Linked DNA regions of Ovis aries: region 2 is linked to region 1. A link is a contact called in public Hi-C data. All regions are on one chromosome and are shown on one strand. Each heading gives the region's core, a stretch centred on a gene start, on an enhancer-like site or on the middle of the called end of the contact. The rest is flanking DNA. Distances are from core to core; before and after follow the strand shown. Region 1 holds the start of NUDCD3 (NudC domain containing 3). Region 2 holds the start of YKT6 (YKT6 v-SNARE homolog).

Region 1 (3,630 bases), core at 372-2,871:
GAAACTACAATTTGTTGAATGTTGGTGTAGTTTCCAAGAATAATACATTTATTTGAAAAGGCCAATTAAACTGCTATTTGTATAAGACTGGGTTTCTCATACTTCAATCAAAATACCATACTGCAATGCAGTGAATGCAGCAGATATGAGAATCTGGCTGTCATCGATTCAATTAAGCTAGATAGTAAAGAGATTTGCAAAAATTTTAAAGGATGCTTTGTTTCTCATAAACTTTTACTGCTCTGAAGAACCTTCAGTTCAGTTCAGTTCCGTCAGTCGCTCAGTCGTGTCCGACTCTTTGCGAAGGACCTTACTTCTTTACAAAAATGTTAACATATTTTTATTATATTAAAATGCATAAATAAATATTTAAACATTTTGTTTTTATGTCCAATATGGTAACTATCAATAAACATAACACACATAAAATTTATGAAGACTCCAAAGAATCTTTGATATATTTTAAGAATGAAAATGGGTCTTTTTTTTCTCCTTTTGGCCATGGCCACACTTGCGGGATCTTTGTTCCTGGACCAGGGATTGAACCTGGGCACTCTGATGCAGAGTCCTAACCACTGGACCCTCAGGGAATCCCCTGTAAATAGGTCCTAAGTCCAAAAAGTTTCGGAATCACTGCTCTAGAGCAATTTATCTGAGTTTGACTTTATTTACAATTCATTAGAGTCCATATACTATGAAGAAACATGTTAACTTGTAGATCTCAGGCCAGTAGAGATGCAAATCATTTCCATCCACTAGGAAAGATAATCTACACCATTTTATAGGACACCAGCCAGCTTTGTATACAATCTAGCCATCTTACTGCTTTCTGAAAGTTATAAATACCCAGTTTCTCGAAAAGCTGTCAATTAAAATGGATAAATCTCTGATGTGTTCATTATATATTTGAGTGTTATGCTTCGATTTTCAGATTATGCTTTGAAAGACCCTTAGAACACGTATACATGCTGTGTGAGTATATATATACTGTGCGTACACATATATACTACACACACACATATATACATACGTATATGTATATTTCACAGGATGGCACACCAGATTCTCTATTCTGCATCTAGCTCTGTCCATTTAATACTGGTACATGCACTCACTTGACAATCTTGTCTTCTTTTATTTATGCACATCACCTTGCATTTCACTCACGACTATGTTAGTAACGGGAAACACACCAACAGAAAGGTCGCATTTTCCTCTTTGGACTCTCAAGCAAAATGTTCTCGCTGTCCCGCCTTGTTTCTGGACATCCAGTCTGGAACACAGCCCACAAACCACGTGACAACAGCGTGGCTCACGTAACAGTTGTTGCCCGCGTTACAACTTTTCCGCCAGTTTCCAACATGGCCACTAGGCGCCCTCAATGCCGCAGCCCCGGGTCCTCTTGCGCTTCGGGGCCTTCTGCTCCTCAGCGAGACCGCCCGAGAAGCCCGGGGGCAGTAGGGGCGGTGCCCGGGTCCAGTCGGCTCCAGCGCAGTCCAGCCCAGCTCCACCGCGGGGGCGAACAAGAGCGGACCGGAAGTTTCCCGGGCGCGCTAGCGGCCGAGGCCATTACTGCAGAGCACCGGAAGTGGCCATAGGCCGGCGTCCGGGCCGCGCCCGCAGTGAGTGAGCTTTCCTCCGGCCGGCGACGCCATGGAGCCTGGGGCGGCCGAGCTGTACGATCAGGCCCTGCTGGGCATCTTGCAGCACGTGGGCAACGTTCAGGACTTTCTGCGTGTGCTTTTCGGCTTCCTCTACCGCAAAACGGACTTCTACCGCCTGCTGCGCCACCCGTCGGACCGCATGGGCTTTCCCCCGGGGGCCGCGCAGGCGCTGGTGCTGCAGGTAACGCGCGGTAGGCGGGAAGCTTGGGGTGAGGTGGGGAAGATCGTGGGAGCCCCGACCCCCGCGAACCCGCTCCCGTAGTCTCCCACCCTCTGGGAGCTCAGGCTCCTGCGAGCCCGCCGCTTCCTCCGCTGCCGGCCTCAGTTCATCCTCTGGCGCTTCCCCCGACCCGCCTTCTGCGGCCGCGGCTTCTGCCGAGATGCTGGTCTGTTATCAGTTTACTCCTGTGCGAGAGGTGCCGGCTCTATAGCAGCTTGGTCCGATAGGGTGCATTTGGATATCAGAAGCTTAGGGCTCCGGTCAGCTCCAGCAGCGCGTAACCCTTCGAGTGACAGAGAATGAAAACTGCAGGCTAGACTTGGGGAAGGGGCGGCGGCAGCACGGACACCTGCACACCCCAGAATTACGACTACTGGACGAGAGGGAGGCTGTATGATGGGTGTGGGTCTCTTATTTGAAATGTGACTTTTTACATCGAAGACATAGTATAATAGTACTTAATAAGTTTACATATGAGCATATATGTGTGCATCCCAGGTTAAGCTTATTGTTGGAGGCTGTCATTCACTGTAGTTGACGGGGTATTTGAAATGTAATAAGCAAGAGTTCACACTCAGCCGCTGCAGGCATTAGAGATACACTGGTTATGCGGATGGTTAAATAATGGTTTCTCTGCTTGGGACACTTACGCTATATTTAAAGAGATGAAATACAGTAGCAGGGATCTTTGCCTGTTACCTGACAAAGCCATTGGAAGGAAGGGAATAGAAATGATCTTTTGGAAATGAAGACGAGTTTTGTAGAGGAGGTGGAATTTTGATGGGATCGACAGAGGATACTCAGTCAAGCATTGAGCCAGGAACCTGAGAAGGTGGAAATGCTGGCGATACCTCTCACTGTCGTCTAGCACTTTACAGTTTATGAAGTGATTTCAAAGGTTTATCTCGTGAAGTCTTTTTACTCGCTTCAGGTTGGCCCGATATTACTTTCCTAAGTGCCTGCATGAAGAAACAAAAGCTTAGAATGTTTGAATAACTACCAGAGATAATATGGTCAAATGAGGAGTGAGGTTGGTATTCAGTTTGAAAACTTAAGGCTGTTCCTCATCCTTGTAGTGGTTAAGTACCATCCAAGTGATCAGAGAACTGTGTGTCAGAGATGGTTTTTAGCAAATCCTTTGGCAAATTAATAATTTCCCGGAAGCCTGTGAAGTAGATAAGGATGAATTTTATGTGGCAAATGAGGGTGCTAGTTCAGCAGATCAAGTGGTTTGACCAAACTCATCATAGAGCTAGAGCTCAAAACTTCATTTTTCTGATTCCATATCTTTCTGTTCTATTATTTAACCAATCCATTGTAGAGTGGCAACACTTTTGTCTAGGGTGATCTTTTGCAGAAAAAAGAAAGGACCATTTACTGAGCACCTAGTAGTTGTTATGTAATTTTTGTTCTAGGTTGTCATTTGTTCCTAACAACCTGAATAGGTTGATCTTTTTCCTTGTTTTACAGGTAAACTGACAGAGGTAATTCATGAATCTGGTAACAGTATGTAAGACACCTACTATGTTTTAGACACTCTCAAAGGTTAAGACTTGGTGAACAGTTTAATAAAGTGGAGGTGGGGAACAAGGCAGAGAGAGAGGTGGGATGGGCCAGCGGTGACCCAAGGTTTCAGTCCAGGGCACTGTAATATTGGTAATGCATTCACTGAACTGTCACCTGAGTTTAGGGGAAGAAGCTTAGTTTTAGACAAGTTGAATTGGAGATTTCAGACAGAAGTCTCTG
Region 2 (3,630 bases), core at 809-3,308, 210 kb after region 1:
CAGCCAAGACAAGAAAATGGAAAATGGTTTGTACCACGGCTGAGGGAGAGGAGGAGGTTCATGGGCCCAAGAAAAAGATGTGGCCAGAATGGAAGAGTCACAGGTGACAACAGTCCAGCTGGAGGAACCAGAGTTAACAAGAAGCCTCTGACTGGAAATGTCATATAAAGGGCCGTCAGTGCAGGGTCCTGACTTGTGGAATCCACAGTTGGTTCCAGCAGATTCATACACTCCTGAGATCACACCAAGAGCCACGCAGCAGAGTGAGGACTCACCATGTCTGGAGTGGACTTCCCCGGCTGGGATCCCAGCTCCACCACTTACAAGATGTGTGACCTCTGGTAAGGGACTTACTGCACCACGCTTTGTCTACATATTGAGACGTGCTGTGATGACTAAATGAGCACTTAGCATGATGTCTGGTGCATAGTATTACTTGTTATTATTATCCTGAGAGAGTGACTAGGACCAGAAAAATCCCTTAGTGGAAAGTCTGAAAATAAGGAAGTCCTTGCAATAAAACTAAAAAGAGACAGAGCTTAAGAGTAGAAATATAATTAGACAAAGGAAGAACTGCATTCATTGTGACATTCTGCATACAAGAGCCAGAAAAGCTGGAAAACGTTCTGAAGGCCTGAGGTTCGCATTCTGGTAATCATGAGGTGGGCAGGACAGAAGACAGGAGGACTTATGAGAAAAACAGTGGGCTCAATTGGATTATGTGTTGTTTTAAGAGACACTTGTAGAGATTCCCCTACAGTACTGCAGTTGTGTTAATCATCTGAAACTGGTCTGGATACCGAAAACCAGTGAGATGAAAGTCCTAAAGTGAAATCTCTGAGGATCGTCAGTAAATGTGGGTAGGGGAAAGAGAAAGGAAAAGAATCAAGAGTTAACCAAGTTAGCACCCAAAGTTCCATCACAGAAAAGCAGCAATACAGAACAGAGACTAGAGGTCATGATAGAGAATGGTAAGTACCAAGAAGGACCCAAAAAGCAGCAGCAAATTTCAACAAAATAACAAGAGGAATTGTTTGAGATCCCGCCAGCAAGCCACTCTCATCAAGAACAAAACAACCCAATGAAGTAGTGAAAACAGAATCCAGATGCTACCAGACCTGGAGACTGGGTGACTACAGACACAGACTTTGCAGGGTCTTTCTCCTTTTGTGCCTGAGTCACCACCACCCCTCCCACGAACAGGCTGTTAAGTGTCTGTGGTACTTCTAACACACACTTGATTGCATTAAAGTGCCTCGCAGATGTTCAAAGGCTTGTAAGCCCTAAAACCTCCATGCTTCCTTCCAAATCTTCACTGTAGAACCCTTTTGTACCACTAGAGCCCAACCATTAAGAGCATACAATTTGGGTTGGAGTACTGGCTGGTTTGGTATCCATCTCCTGGGGCCTCAGTGACTTCCTCCATAATATGACAGTGTACCAGGAACTCTCACACCGAACTGTTGGAAAGCCCAGCCAGATAATACAAACGTGGCGCTTAAGGTGTGGCACGTGAGCTTCCTGGGTCAGAACCACTGAGTGGGAGTTGCTGGTTTAAAATACAGATTGCTGGAACTCAACTGGGCGTGAATCTAGGGGAATCTGTACTTTTTCAAAAGCCCCCGGTCATTTTTATAAGATAGAAAATTTGAAAAACCCTGATTACGGACTATATTCCAGAATGGGCTACAGGCCGAGGAAAAGACCACCGGCTCCAATGCGGGAGGCCAAGTCCCGGGCCTCGATCCCCGGGCGGTCTCCAACCCGGACCCCGGGCCTCCCCGTCCGGGCGCCGCCCTCCAGGGCCCGCTCACCTGGATCTCTGAAAAAAGCTGAAGGAGGACACATCGTATGCGGCCTTGAGCAGCACCGTCTTGGACTCGCCTTTATACAGGACGCTTAGGCTGTACAGCTTCATGGCGCCGGGCCCTTGGGCCGGCCACCCGCCTGGCCGCGGCACCGGTTCGCAGGGAGCAGCGCAGCGCCGCCCCTCGAGGCCGCCGCCGGCTGCTGACGGGTCGGCCACCGGCTTCCTTCTCCTGGCTCGGGGTCCACTTCCGGTTCCGGTCAGGGGCTGCCGCCCCAGGCCTAACGGAGTCTTTTCGTGCCCCGGATGCAGAAAACAGCAGCCGGAAACACGAACGAGGGGGTGGTGCAGGGTCCTGCGCGTGCGCGTGAGGGGCTGTTGGGGATCTTGTAGGCCCCCTTGCTGTCTCACTGCGAGTCCTTACCGTTCTCCCGCTGTCCTTATCCTTCCGAGGCCCTCTCCCTCCTTCCCTAGCCGTCCTGAGTCCTCCCAGCACCCCCCTGCTTCTTCCCGGCCCTTCTGAGTACTGTAGGAACACCTGTGTCCTGGGGGCCGTCCTTCCTGTGAGCAGTTAGACCCAGAGCCCCACCCACACGCCAGTACTTTGTAAACCCTACACCTGGGACTTTGATTTACGCGCGAACTGCCTTCTAGGAAAGTATTTTGTAAATCAGATCTCCTTTTTGAGTGAAAGGCAGGGACCTTTTCGAGGCTCCTGCCGGGAGGTGAAGGCTTGCCTCTCATTTTCAGTCAATTGAACCCTCTCTTGCCCTTCCCACTCCTGCGTCCTGCCTGCGTGGGAGTAAATTTCTGGACACAGGACCCGCTCAGCACGAGCCTGCGGGCTTCAAGTCTCCTGGGCCTGCCAACTACCTGTGAAATCAGCTGCCCAACCACTAATCTGGGAGCCAACTGCTAACCTCAGAGTAGCAGAGCCATTTCACTTAAAAAGGAGCAGAGATTCAGCTCCAAACTGAGGGAGCACTTGGCATACCATGACTTGGAAAACCTCATTTTGTTTGAAATGTTGGAATAATGCTTTTTCAGTGGGTGGGGGTGAATGAGGCTCAGTTCTCTGAGGTTTAGTTCAGTCGCTCAGTCGTGTCCGACTCTTCGCGACCCCATGAACTGCAGCACGCCAGGTCTCCCTGTCCATCACCAACTCCTGAAGTCCACCCAAAGCCATGTCCGTTGAGTCCGTGATGCCATCCAACCATCTCATCCTCTGTCGTCCCCTTCTCCTACCTTCAATCTTTCCCAGCATCAGGGTCTTTTCCAATGAGTCAGCTCTTCTCATGAGGTGGCCAAAGTATTGGAGTTTCAGCCTCAACATCAGTCCTTCTAATGAACACCCAAGACTGATCTCCTTTAGGATGGACTGGTTGGATTTCCTTGCAGTCCAAGGGACTCTCAAGAATCTTCTCCAACACCACAGTTCAAAAGCATCAATTCTTGGGCGCTCAGTTTTCTTCACAGTCCGACTCTCACATCCATACATGACCACTGGAAAACCATAGCCTTAACTAGACGGACCTTTGTTGGCAAAGTAATGTCTCTACTTTTTAATGCTGTCTAGGTTGGTCATAACTTTCCTTCCAAGTAGTAAGCGTCTTTTAATTTCATCACTGCAATCACCATCTGCAGTGATTTTGGAGCCCAGAAAAATAAAATCTGACACTGTTTCCACTGTTTCCCCGTCTATCTGCCATGAAGTGATGGGACTAGATGCCATGATCTTAGTTTTCTGAATGTTGAGCTTTAAGCCAACTTTTTCACTCTCCTCTTTCACTTTCATCAAGAGGCTCTTTAGTTTCTCTTTACTT

Evidence for each region. A called contact is a pair of places that touch in the nucleus more often than the background predicts.
Region 2: a Hi-C map of muscle shows a contact between it and region 1, with 4 times the contacts expected there. The contact joins the promoter of YKT6 here to the promoter of NUDCD3 in region 1. A contact is called at or near these places in 3 of 16 Hi-C or Micro-C datasets (liver, muscle and omental adipose tissue).

Annotation. Positions count from the first base shown.
Region 1 is chr4:78,568,959-78,572,588 of ARS-UI_Ramb_v3.0, forward strand. NUDCD3 (NudC domain containing 3) reads left to right here and starts at 1,622. Exons shown (of 6, transcript XM_004007984.5): 1 at 1,622-1,845. The coding sequence starts at 1,654.
Region 2 is chr4:78,777,432-78,781,061 of ARS-UI_Ramb_v3.0, forward strand. YKT6 (YKT6 v-SNARE homolog) reads right to left here and starts at 2,059. Exons shown (of 7, transcript XM_004007985.6): 1 at 1,815-2,059. The coding sequence starts at 1,918.